Regions from separate parts of the Drosophila melanogaster genome. Here all the other regions are linked to region 1. The links are chromatin contacts, called in public Hi-C and targeted proximity ligation maps. All regions are on one chromosome and are shown on one strand. The core of a region is the stretch at or near the end of the contact, and the rest is flanking DNA. Distances in the headings are between cores, read along the strand shown.

Region 1 (2,700 bases), core at 125-2,624:
AAAAAAGGCACTGCACAAGCGAAAGAGACAGAAGGAGGGAAAGAGAAAGATAGGGAATGCGAGAAATGAAATGCTGATGCGAAGATTTAATAAATGAAATTGGTGTGTGATTAAAAACACAAAAACCAAACGAAATCCATCTAATCAACTTTTGCTGCCGCCTCACTTTTCCTCTACTTTCTCCTCCTCCTTTTCCACCGACCCGTTTCTCCTTTTGTCCTTTCTCCCAGCTGCTATCTCTTTCCTTCCTTCCCGGCGACGTCGACTGCGAGAGCGGCAGAGGGGTGAAAAGAGGGTTGCGAAGTTGGGGAGGGGTGGCACAATACTGGGGGTGGGTGGTCTTAAGTTTGCAACGCCTTCTTGAGGGAAATTCCCGACCAAAGATCCTTGGATTTTTCTAACCTTACGAAATTGTACATAAATAACGGTTAAAATTAATAAATAATTTTTACAATATGTTACTTATTCCACTTAAACATTTATGTTTAATTAAAAAATTTTGAATTTTCAACATGTTTCAAAAAATGTCTTTTTATGTACCATAAAAGATCGGAAAATTCATTCTACCTGTTATATACTTCTTAACAAATCTAGTATACCCTCTTACGAAACGAGTTAAATAGTAAAATTTCCCAGTTTCTTATTCCCCTTTTGGGATTTTCTCTCTTCTCAGGCTCCACCCCTACATATGAGCAGAAAATGGCTCTGAAATGCCTATACATACACATATTTACATACATGACGGCCAGTTGCTATGACATTCTACATCTTACATGCATAATAAATCTGAAATGTAACGTACAACGTAAGTTAGAAATCACTAAAATGAAAAATGGCGCTGTATTAGTTCCAAAAACAAACACCATTTGTCGTAAACGGATAGGCGTTGTGTGCTGTTAGTTCCAAAAGTATACGAGAAAAGTTGAATAAATCATGGCGCAGAGTTAATCCTGCATTGGCAATTTATAATACTAGATTAATTTAAGACCGATCTTGACCAACTTCAATGATGATTTCATTCGGAATGATTATTAAAATCAAACTGATACATCATCTCTGAGAGAACTAGCAGGGAAAATATTATAAATTCTACTACTCTACTAAATCTACTCCTTTCACATAGTATATTTACGTTAACAAACAAAGTACACTTTTATTAATATGAATATTTTGTTATTTGATTAAAGTAATTAATTTGTAGAAAGGATTGAGCATAATATTGTTTTAAATTTTTTTTTTCTATCTCAACGCTAATTCATAACATTGCATCAGAAGAGAAAATAATTTTTTAAAAATTAAGAGAAAAAATGCTAATGTGCTCTTTATTTCATAATATTCGAGTAGTGGTAGCGAGTAAGTTGTTTGTTTCATTTTCAGTCTGTTGGAATTTCTCGTGCTGTGCGGTTGTCATTTGTCGCGATCGTGCTTGGAATTGACTTTAGCGGCATTTTTATAAGAATCAATGCAACGCGTGGTTTTCCTGCAAATTTTGGCACAAGTTCTTAATAAAAGAAAAAAAATATATATATATATGGCATTGGCGTTTATCAGAATAATCCACATCGCCATTTAGTTCGGTGGTTTTTCATCGACTTGTGCTTGTGTGTGCGTGCCACTTGGTTAGTTGTTGCTGCTTTCGCTAGTCGTACGATCTAGCATTTGTGCTCAATTCTGAATTCTAAAATAAAACAACAACTAGCGTTTTCCATATGTGCAACTATTTGCCTTAAAAAGCAATTAAAGCAAAGGCAGTGGTTAAAGTTGACTAAATATTAGTAAAACGTGAATTGTGAATGCAGTTTTGGTGCATTAAGCGAAGAGAGTGGAAGAGAGAGCGGCTCTCTTTTAGTTTGTGATTTCAAAGTGGAAAATTATTAATTCAAATGCAGTCTGCAATTAATTTCATGGAAAATCACTTGTTAGCTGCTCGTTCGCTCTGTCTCTTTCGCACTTCAGCTGACGAATTTTCCGTGCTAAACTTGACACTTTTCAGTCCATCATTCCAACTAATTCTTTGACTGCAGTTTTGCGTCGCATTTCCTTTCTACGCCGATCTGCCTCTTTGCCTTTCTTTTCTCTGATATATTTCAACAGAAGCTCAGTTGTTGTTGTAACTACTCCTCCTCCTTTTTGTTACTTGCTGCTTGTTTTTGTTGCTCGTCATGTACAATTTTTTCCAATTTGTGCGCCTTTTCATATTTTATTCTGCCGCGCTGTTTTTCTGTTTTCTGTTTCTGTCTCGCCGCCGCTACTATTTTTAGCAACAAGTATGGCTGATGTTGTTGTTGCTGCCGCTCAAGTTAACTACGCTACGCTGGCAGAAACAACAACAAGTCAAACTATGCGGAGCGAGAGAGAGTGAACTGAAAACAAAAAGAGTGAGCGATAAAATCCGCGAGAAAGAGTACAGTGGGGCTCGACTTAAATTATCATATTAAGCCAGATCACAAGTATTAACAAATCGAATGTTCTTAAATCCAATAAGCGTTAATCAGCAATGTTGATCAAAAGTTTTAAAATTATTTAATCGATATCAGTGAACTATTGAATACTATTGGTAAAAGCTCAGTCTTGTTTGCATCTTCAAGTGGGGGTCCCACTGTATTCGACTCAGGTGATAACAATAACAGCGACGAGTGAGAGAACTCTCTCTCACTCTCTCTCCTTCATTTCATTTCCCAATCTTTCGTGTTCGTGTTC
Region 2 (2,700 bases), core at 123-2,622, 150 kb before region 1:
ACGTATCGCTGCGTGCTTTTGTACATGCGCGCTCAACTCGTGCCTCCAACATCGGTGGACAGATGCCGAACGAAAGTATAAGTTTAAGTAGCATTAAGTCATTATGACTTTTTTTTTTGCACACCTTTGTTAGGTTTGGTTTATACATAATGCAGACAGAAGATCAAGATCAGCTGACAACGGAACGTTTAAAAATGTAATCGGATTTTTCAGATAACATTCCATACAATTTAACATACAATTTTGTCGCGCACCTTGGTACTTATAGACGAAAGAAGAAGCAGCTGGAGCGGGCAAGTTCCTATTCCAATGACTATATGCCTATATATTCATGTCTATGAGTAGTAACGTGTGGCAGCAAAAAGAAGAGGCAAGTAAATGAAGAGAAGTAAACGAAGGGGAGGTGAAGAAATACGGCAAAAAAGTTGCAACGATGATATGGGAAATTGTTTGGAGCTCGCTTTTCGACACCGAATGTGGAAAACATGGGGAAAACATGACATGGAAAACTACGCACGAACTGGTTTTTCGGCTGCTCGAGGCAGTTTTCTCAATTTATTGTTTCTTACAAACGTCATGTAACTTTATTCCACATTTGTTTAATTTGTTTCAACTAATATATGATAAGTGTGGAAAGCCGAAAGCACAATAAATTATTAAATTATACCTGTTCAAAAAGGATACAAAATAAATACAAACATTTAGATTTTACGGTTAGATTTCTTACATTCGTTTCATGAGGAAAATGTGATTTTCGCCTTGTGCACACACATGTTTAATAAGCTATTATTCCTTCTAAGTTTTGCCACTATATTTGCAAACTCCCTCGTGAGCTTTTCAATTTGCTTTCAATTTTACGCGGAAAATTTTACTACGAGTCTACGTGCCCACACACACTTGCACACATCAGCTGTCTCGCTCCTCCGCAAGAACAAGTACTTTTGTTCCATTCATACCACACACACACAGCAAGAGTGTATTTTTCTCTCTTTCTCTGTCTCTGTTTCGTTTACTGGAGAGAGCGTCTGACGTAGGTGGGTGGTGGGTGGAGGGGAGGTAGTCGTGGTGCAGCCTTCAGCTTGAGTTCTAAATTTAGCACTTGCAACTTCAGCAGGACCCTCTTTCTCTCACCTCACACACACGCACGTACACATATTGCCACAGTCACCGTTAGTCGAAAACTTACTTGATTCGCTCGCTCTCTCTCGCGTATCTCCGTCTCCCTCTATAGATGTTGGTTTTCCTTTTGTTTGATCACAAAATTGTGTATTTTATTAGGAAATTAAATTTATTAGATTTTTTCGGTTGTGGAATTGCAGGAAAACCAGCGGAAAAACGGACCAACGGCGGCGAGTGAAAAACGATGAATGGCGCTTACTACAGAAATTAAACAGCACGCGACGCGTTCTTTGGAGAGTTGACCAACTAAACAAGCGCTCAAAAAGAAACGAAGAGCGAGCACGCGTGCTCTGTGCCAGCAGTGTTGCCAACTTGGGCTTTTTCTAGCATTAATACGAAATGCATAATTTCTATTGTCAACCGTATTCATTACCATTGCTTTTTAGGAAATTGATGTGTGTGTGAACAGCTCATATTATTAGATATCAAGATTTTGACATCTAGATACTATGTTAGATATATAAGAATACGAATACTATTTAGGTTTTTCAATTTCTATAGAACTTGTCGCTCAGAGCTGGCAACACTCTCCAGCAACAACAGTTTTCTTTTTTTTGCGCGTGCCTTGCATAAAGAGCTTACCCAATGAACATTTTTTAAGAAAAAACTATTAAGTTCTCAATGCCCAATTTAAATTGAGACACATCACTTTGAATCTAATATGATCGAAATTTCATACCTTTTAATTATATCGCTGTTGATTGGTACTTAACAAGAGCAATGCAATTAAGAGATTGCAATAAGTAAGGTGTAAATAAATTATAAATTATTTTAATCAGAGATGGCAGATAACTGTTATCATGTAAAATTATTTCTACAGTTCTGAGTTTTACATTTATCGCAGACTCGAACCGTTAATATTTGTTCCATGGAAAATCAATTGTTGGGCGCACATTAAATTTGAATTTAACTGTTGAAACTGACCTAAATAATTACTTATTACTATATACTAAGATAGGGGAAACCCATGTATTAGGTGCTTTTTTTTTTATATAAAAACGACCCGATTTTAATGATTTCTTTTTTAATTTTGTTTTATTTTTCTGTGTATGTACAACAACTTAGAACTAATTCGTTTCGGCAATAGTTAATGGTAGACTTAAAGTTAATGGATGGAATGATTTAAGTTTACCACAAAAAAAAACAACGGGCGGGCGTGTTCGTCTCTCTTGGTCTCTCTCAATCGTAATCTCGATTTTAAAAAGTATACTATAATTTTTAAGGGCAAACTAAAAGCTACGAAGCTGTGGTGGTTGTTATCCTAAACGAAACTGACAAAATAATAATTGTAATTGTAGGTAAGCTAAAGAAAAGAAAAATCAAAGTATTCTGTTTCATCCAAAACGCTAAGCTTACAAACGAATACTAAATACAAGTAGCAGCTCTTACTCTATAAATAAAATACAAATTTGTCCTAGTATTTAGTCAGTTCCGTAAAGGGTTAATGTGTAAAGTGAGTGTTAAATTAGAGTATGGATTTGATGACGGCACTTCACATGGCCGTTTCCAGGGGCTGACTGT
Region 3 (2,710 bases), core at 127-2,626, 210 kb before region 1:
CTCCTAAGTTGGCCACCTTCTCCGGCGTCAGCCGTTTGCGCGGCGAGGGCGGTGATCTTTGCTTTTGACCAGGCGGCGAGTAGCGAGCCGAGACGGAATCGGATGCTGTGGCTCCAGCCGCGGATCCTCCGCCGGCCGAGCTGCGATGCTGCGGGGTGCTGGACTGGACGATTCTGCCATGATTTCGATTCGGGGCGGCCAGGTGCGGCTGCAGGTGGTGCGATGAGGCGGGCACGTGATTGTGATGGGCCAGCTTCTTGCACATGACCATCTTGTCCTTGTACAGCTCCACCTCCTCCAGCCACGATTCGTGGAAGTCGAGTATCTCGATGCCCTTGCCGCTGCGCTGGTGTCCCTGATTGTGATGATTCTGCTGGTTCTGCCGTCCCGTCAGGCTGTGGTTCTCCTTGGCGGCAGTACCAGATCGGGCCGACGTTGTCCTCTTCTCGGTCATCTGAGCCATATTGAGTTCACAAGTAATTTGGATAACTGCAAGTGATTAAAACAGGTATAAAAACAGGATTTATTTCATTGAATATTTGTCGTTTGGAATTATTATTTGGAAATGTTTCAATTTTCACTTTAAGATTCCGCTATTTTTTAAACAATGATTCGGTTAGTTGAAAGCACTGTTTTTCTTCTATTTAAGAAACTCTTATTTTATTGAACGAACACCTGCAATGCTGTTGACTGCACCTGCTCCGAATTCCCCAAAAATAGGGAGAACTATTTCGGTCTCGTGCTGGTCGAATTCGAAAATTGGGTTTTCGAATGGGTTCAAGGTGGCTGATTTTGTCTTTATTTTAATTGACGGTGGTTCAGGTTATTACTTCACCACTCGGGCGGTATTTGTGTGCGCGGCGGCGTGTCAATGGATGGCTATTTTCGAAAACTCATGGCACAGCCAAGATCATCCAAGGAAAATAGAAAAACAAAAACAAAAGAGAGCGAGAAAAATACAGAATGCGGGGCACACTTCGTTCATCGATTGCAAATCGATCAATAGCAACGAGATGCGTGCCAAAAAAAGAGGAGCAGACAAAAATAAACAAGACTTTCGCCTTCAATGAACACGCACTGCAATATTCAAAAACTTCAATTGGCGCGCAGATCGCGCTATCGTTATCGTTCTTGTTGTTGTTTCCGACAGCCGGCTTTTGCTGCACTTGTGTTAGTGGGTGTGTGTGCGTGCAAGGGTGGGTGCGTGTGCAGACTTACCGTAATACTTTTTTTTACATACGCACAACAAATTTAGTTTAATTACACAAACAAACCGAGAACTATAAGACAGCTATCGACTCGAGTACTCGATTTGAAAAGTATTCCATATGTACATGTCCCACTCGGGATTTTTGTTTGTGTTTCAAGCAGGGATGGGAAAAATTTACGAGCCAGGTCTCGATACCAATCGATAATATTTGAAAAAAGAATATTTTCATCGTAACAAGTCACAGGTCGGAGTTTGTAAATATCGATATTGTTATTTTATTTATTATCTGTTGGCAACGCTGTTTCTTGGCGGACAATTTAAATATAATCAAAAACAATGTGTCATTCCAAAAATGGGATTTACATTGCCAGTAAATTTTGTTTCCGATTAAAAACTCTTATTATCCAGGAATTCCATATATTATACTAGATATTTAAATCTTATGAAATAACAATTCTTTTAAGTAACTAAATTCAAAGTTTCGGTCGAAACAAAATATTTATTTTACAAAAACAGTTTCAAAGCGTATGTGTTCAATAAATAACAATATAAAATTCCATAAAAATCTTAAAAATAATAGTCAGCTATTAAGGTAAATACATAATATAAATCTATTATTTATTTAAGCAAATGTATACCACAACATAAATAATGCTGCTAATGGGAGTGATTAATTAGAAGGCAATAAAATAAAGTTAAGAAGTTCATGCGCGGCTCCTGGAGATTAACTGGCCATCAAACAGTTTGACATAAATCAGGCATCTGGTCGGCGGTCGCTCTACCTAAATTACGAAAGAACTAAAATCGAACAAAAAAGGAGACCTACATGAGCGTAACGAATACTGTGATCAAATGCCGCAGTTGGGCCAATGATGAAGCCATCAACGTTTCAGTTTATATACACCTCCTTTGCCAGGCGAACGAGCGGCCCTTATTGATTTTGATGGCTGCGCAGCAGTACAAAGTGATTTATCGCAGATCCTGCGGCAAATGGGGAAGAAACACACACAACGAGGAGCGCATCCACAAGATACGAATCCGGGTCCGAAAACGTCGATAAGTTGTGGCGGCCTTTAAACGGCCCTCGAGGCGACTTCATCGCCATCATCGTTACCGCCTACAAGACGTCAACACTCAGTGGTCAGAAGACAAGCGAAGGAAAAGGAGACTGCACTGCGAAAAAATTGGTGGTAGGAAAATAAGCAGAATTTAATTAAATACTTACTACCTATAATTATTTGTTTGCTCTGTTCATAAGATGGGCTTAAATCTAAATAGAGAATCGTAATAAATTTTCGTAATATTTTTGTTCTTAAGAAAACGATTCTTTTCGACCAGTGTATACATACACAATGGGATGTGAGACTCGAGAAGAATGTCTGCACTGCGCCGCTGATGAACTTATCTACATCTCGGGACATTAACGTGTTTGTTGTTTTGGGCCTGTGTGTTTTGTCATTGGTCGGTCTTCGTTGCCAGGACCCGATACAGTGGCACTTT
Region 4 (2,941 bases), core at 426-2,925, 180 kb after region 1:
TACTTTTGTATATATAAGAAAAATGGTAAAGGGCGGGGCGGGGGCCAAAGGCGAGGTCGTTTCCCAACTGCGCAGTTTCTTAAAGATCTATTTTTTTGTGGCGTTTGTTTGCCGGTTTTTGGATACATTATAAATATGTATGCATATCTTTGCAATAAGTGGGACACGCGCTGCTGGGGCCACTGACTGACTGGCTAACTAAAAAGCCGGCCGGTATTTCCAGCTGTCTAACATGTGTACCGCCCCCCAAAAAGCCCCCTTTCGCTAAATTTCTTCGTAAACAGTTCAAACAGTTCAACAAACTGCCGAAAATACTACTAAACCGAAACTGACTCAAGGTGAAGTGGAAAGTGTTCTATCACATAACGCGTGGCCTGCCAAGGTTGAATTGCCGATAAAGAAAGTAATTTGGCACTGAATTTCTCAAACATAAATTAAAATTTATAATTGTAAATTGGCAGCTACTGAATCCCAATGGAAGGTGTGGTTCTCTTTTAAATAATGTGTGCCTTTTTTTTATTGCATTTTACTTAAGATCTACGATTTTACAAGGTAACGGGGTCAATATGACCGAGAGAACAAACAAGGTGGAAGAACTAAGAACTTAGCATCTAGTTAATGGGTACACTAAGCTTATAAGATCGGTTTTAGTGGGTGCATCTAAGAACTAGTTGGATTTGGCAGTTGCTGCATGGCGGTGTACACGCCACACCCCCTACAGATCCAGTTGGAACTGTTCCTGGTCCTCAATCTTCAGCGACTTGGTCTGCTTGATCAGTTCCGTGGGGACGGGCACGCACTTGCGGAAGGGAGTACGCGGAGTTCCCCTCAGCAAGCAACTGGGCACGTTGGACGGCGGAGTTTGGCTCAATGGGGAGCCACGGAGATTCTTCATGAAAGCCCGCTCGTAGATAAGTTTGGTGCCTGGAATTATAGGAAAGCGGAAATTTTTATTAGTCAAGGTGGTCTGCGTTGCATCAGAAAGGTATTCAAAGTTCCCCACTGATAAGCCAGCTGAGTAAACGCTTCTTTGCCGCGCTACTCTGAGTCACGAACTGTGGAACATGTGCTCGGGATTATCTTCCAACTGACTGACTCGGCGAGATGGCCCAGTTTCATCAGCCAAAAAATGGTGAGTGAGTTTTACAAAAATAATGTATCACAACTCAAACAAAAGCTTGTTTGTTGTTTGAGCAAAGGAAAGAAACGGTATACTTGTTTATGTTTTCGAAATATGTTGATTAATTTCATCTTGATATCATATCTAATGATAAGAAAATCACTCCACTTTCCGGAAGGAACTTAATAATACTCGATGTAGTCTCAGCTTCCAATTTTCGAAACTTACCTCCAGGAGTGGTGGAGTAGAGGGTTCCGCCGGGCGTCGAGGAGTACACCTCGGGCATCTGGATCGGATCCGAGATGACAACCTTCCTGGTGATCATGGGCAGGGCCTGGGTGATGGCTTGACGGGCGGTGGGTGAAGCGGACATCTTAGCTGATTGATTGGATTGGTTTCGAAAACTTTCCGCTGGACGTGTAAGCACACTCGATATGGCTGCGACAATTTGATTGTTTACACAAACTGCGTTGTTTGTATTTCGTTGCTTGTATCAGCTATAGAGCTTGTGTGGCTGCTATGTGTTCACCGTTGGCTGTTCGCTAGGCGATTGCTGGCGGTATTACGAAGTGTGGCTCTATTTATACCCCCCCATTCTTACTCTCTCTCGCTCTCTTCTCGCTCTTTCGCCTGCTCTCTCGCCTGATTATTCTGCTTGGTCGGCTGATGTTTTTTGTTTTTATCTGGTGTATTTTCTGCGTAGTTTATGACAAACCGGCTGGTTCTTGTTGTTATTGCCGTATTCTAATATATTCCCCTATTGTTCTTATTTTTGTTGCAGCCTGCACACCTCGGAGGTTCTAGATGATAAGGGGTGTAGCGATGGTGGGGGGCTGTCTTGAGGGGCTTCTCGCCTTGAGCTCTTGTTTATCTTTGGTCATTTGTTATTGTTTAATGCACGGCAATATTATTGGTAAACAAGTTAGCCAACAGCACTAAACGCCAATCGCATTCTTTTCTAAAAACCAAGTCTATTGTCGATCTTGCTAGGGAAATGATGATGACTCAGGTGCAATTGGGATCTTATCTATGGCTGTCTGGGAGTCAAGAGGTGTTCCGCAGAATTTCGTGAAGTACTGCCGCTCTCTCCATGGGGCCATTATTTTGCACTCGTTTTCGCGAAATACCATTAATTAGCATAAAGACACGTCGCCGGCAATCGTGACGTAGGCTATGAGTGCCTTCTATGCATGTGCGAACTCGCGGAGCATAGCAATTTGAGCAACGATATTGCAGGTTTTTATGGGCTAAAAGATACCCAGCATTTCACTTTTTTTCAGGCGGAAAGTGTTCATTATTATCTGGCACGAGCCGTTTTGAAATAATTATCACGAAAAGATACACGTCTTACATAACTTACTTGCTTTATTTACTTAGATATGCAATTTTAGCGTGATTTCTATATTTAGGAGTGCACAATCCAAAAGTACGCTTAGCTCATATCAAAATTTAACTTGACTGATATGAAACATACATATTTAATATCTTTTCTTTGGCACATTGACTTCTTAGCCGTTTAATATTAGCGCACATATCTAAAGAAATACATATATCATATCACCAAATTTGGTGATCGAACCCTTATTAGTTCCCAAGTTCTTTGAGGTGGAATATCTTGTTTGGAATCAAACTAATATGCCCCACTGATCGCAGCAAGCATAGGGTGGATCCAAGCAGCGGCACGAGCGGTTTTAGCTATGCGGGGGCGATGTTGACGATATTTAATCGTTGGACGCATGTAAATAGTGCTACAGGAACTTTTGCCTACGTTGGCGCCCACGATTCGACGTAATTCGGATATTGGCCACGGGCCATTCCGAG

The links. A called contact is a pair of places that touch in the nucleus more often than the background predicts.
Region 2: a contact with region 1 is called in a targeted proximity ligation map of the Kc167 cell line, with 4 times the contacts expected there. A contact is called at or near these places in 6 of 107 Hi-C or Micro-C datasets (the Clone 8 cell line, the Kc167 cell line, the S2 cell line and 1 more) and 1 of 7 datasets of targeted methods (the Kc167 cell line).
Region 3: a targeted proximity ligation map of the Kc167 cell line shows a contact between it and region 1, with 3 times the contacts expected there. A contact is called at or near these places in 1 of 107 Hi-C or Micro-C datasets (the S2 cell line) and 1 of 7 datasets of targeted methods (the Kc167 cell line).
Region 4: a Hi-C map of the Kc167 cell line shows a contact between it and region 1, with 2.2 times the contacts expected there. A contact is called at or near these places in 13 of 107 Hi-C or Micro-C datasets (the Clone 8 cell line, the Kc167 cell line, the S2 cell line and 3 more) and 2 of 7 datasets of targeted methods (both in the Kc167 cell line).

The regions. Positions count from the first base shown.
Region 1 is chr2L:3,655,627-3,658,326 of dm6, reverse strand. for (foraging) reads left to right here and starts at 1,374. Exons shown (of 10, transcript NM_205904.2): 1 at 1,374-1,605.
Region 2 is chr2L:3,802,217-3,804,916 of dm6, reverse strand. Reph (Regulator of eph expression) reads right to left here and starts at 1,372. Exons shown (of 4, transcript NM_143795.4): 1 at 1,187-1,372. bark (bark beetle) reads right to left here. Exons shown (of 12, transcript NM_134964.4): 12 at 2,191-2,700. The coding sequence ends at 2,672.
Region 3 is chr2L:3,861,334-3,864,043 of dm6, reverse strand. It overlaps TTLL4B (Tubulin tyrosine ligase-like 4B), which reads right to left and starts at 1,376. Exons shown (of 8, transcript NM_164562.2): 1 at 1,219-1,376; 2 at 1-489. The coding sequence starts at 463. lncRNA:CR44078 (long non-coding RNA:CR44078) reads left to right here and starts at 1,947. Exons shown (of 2, transcript NR_073715.1): 1 at 1,947-2,400; 2 at 2,528-2,639.
Region 4 is chr2L:3,477,168-3,480,108 of dm6, reverse strand. Thor (thor,) reads right to left here and starts at 1,675. Exons shown (of 2, transcript NM_057947.4): 1 at 1,349-1,675; 2 at 497-924. The coding sequence starts at 1,493. The coding sequence ends at 716. It overlaps lncRNA:CR43928 (long non-coding RNA:CR43928), which reads right to left. Exons shown (of 2, transcript NR_124049.1): 2 at 2,461-2,941.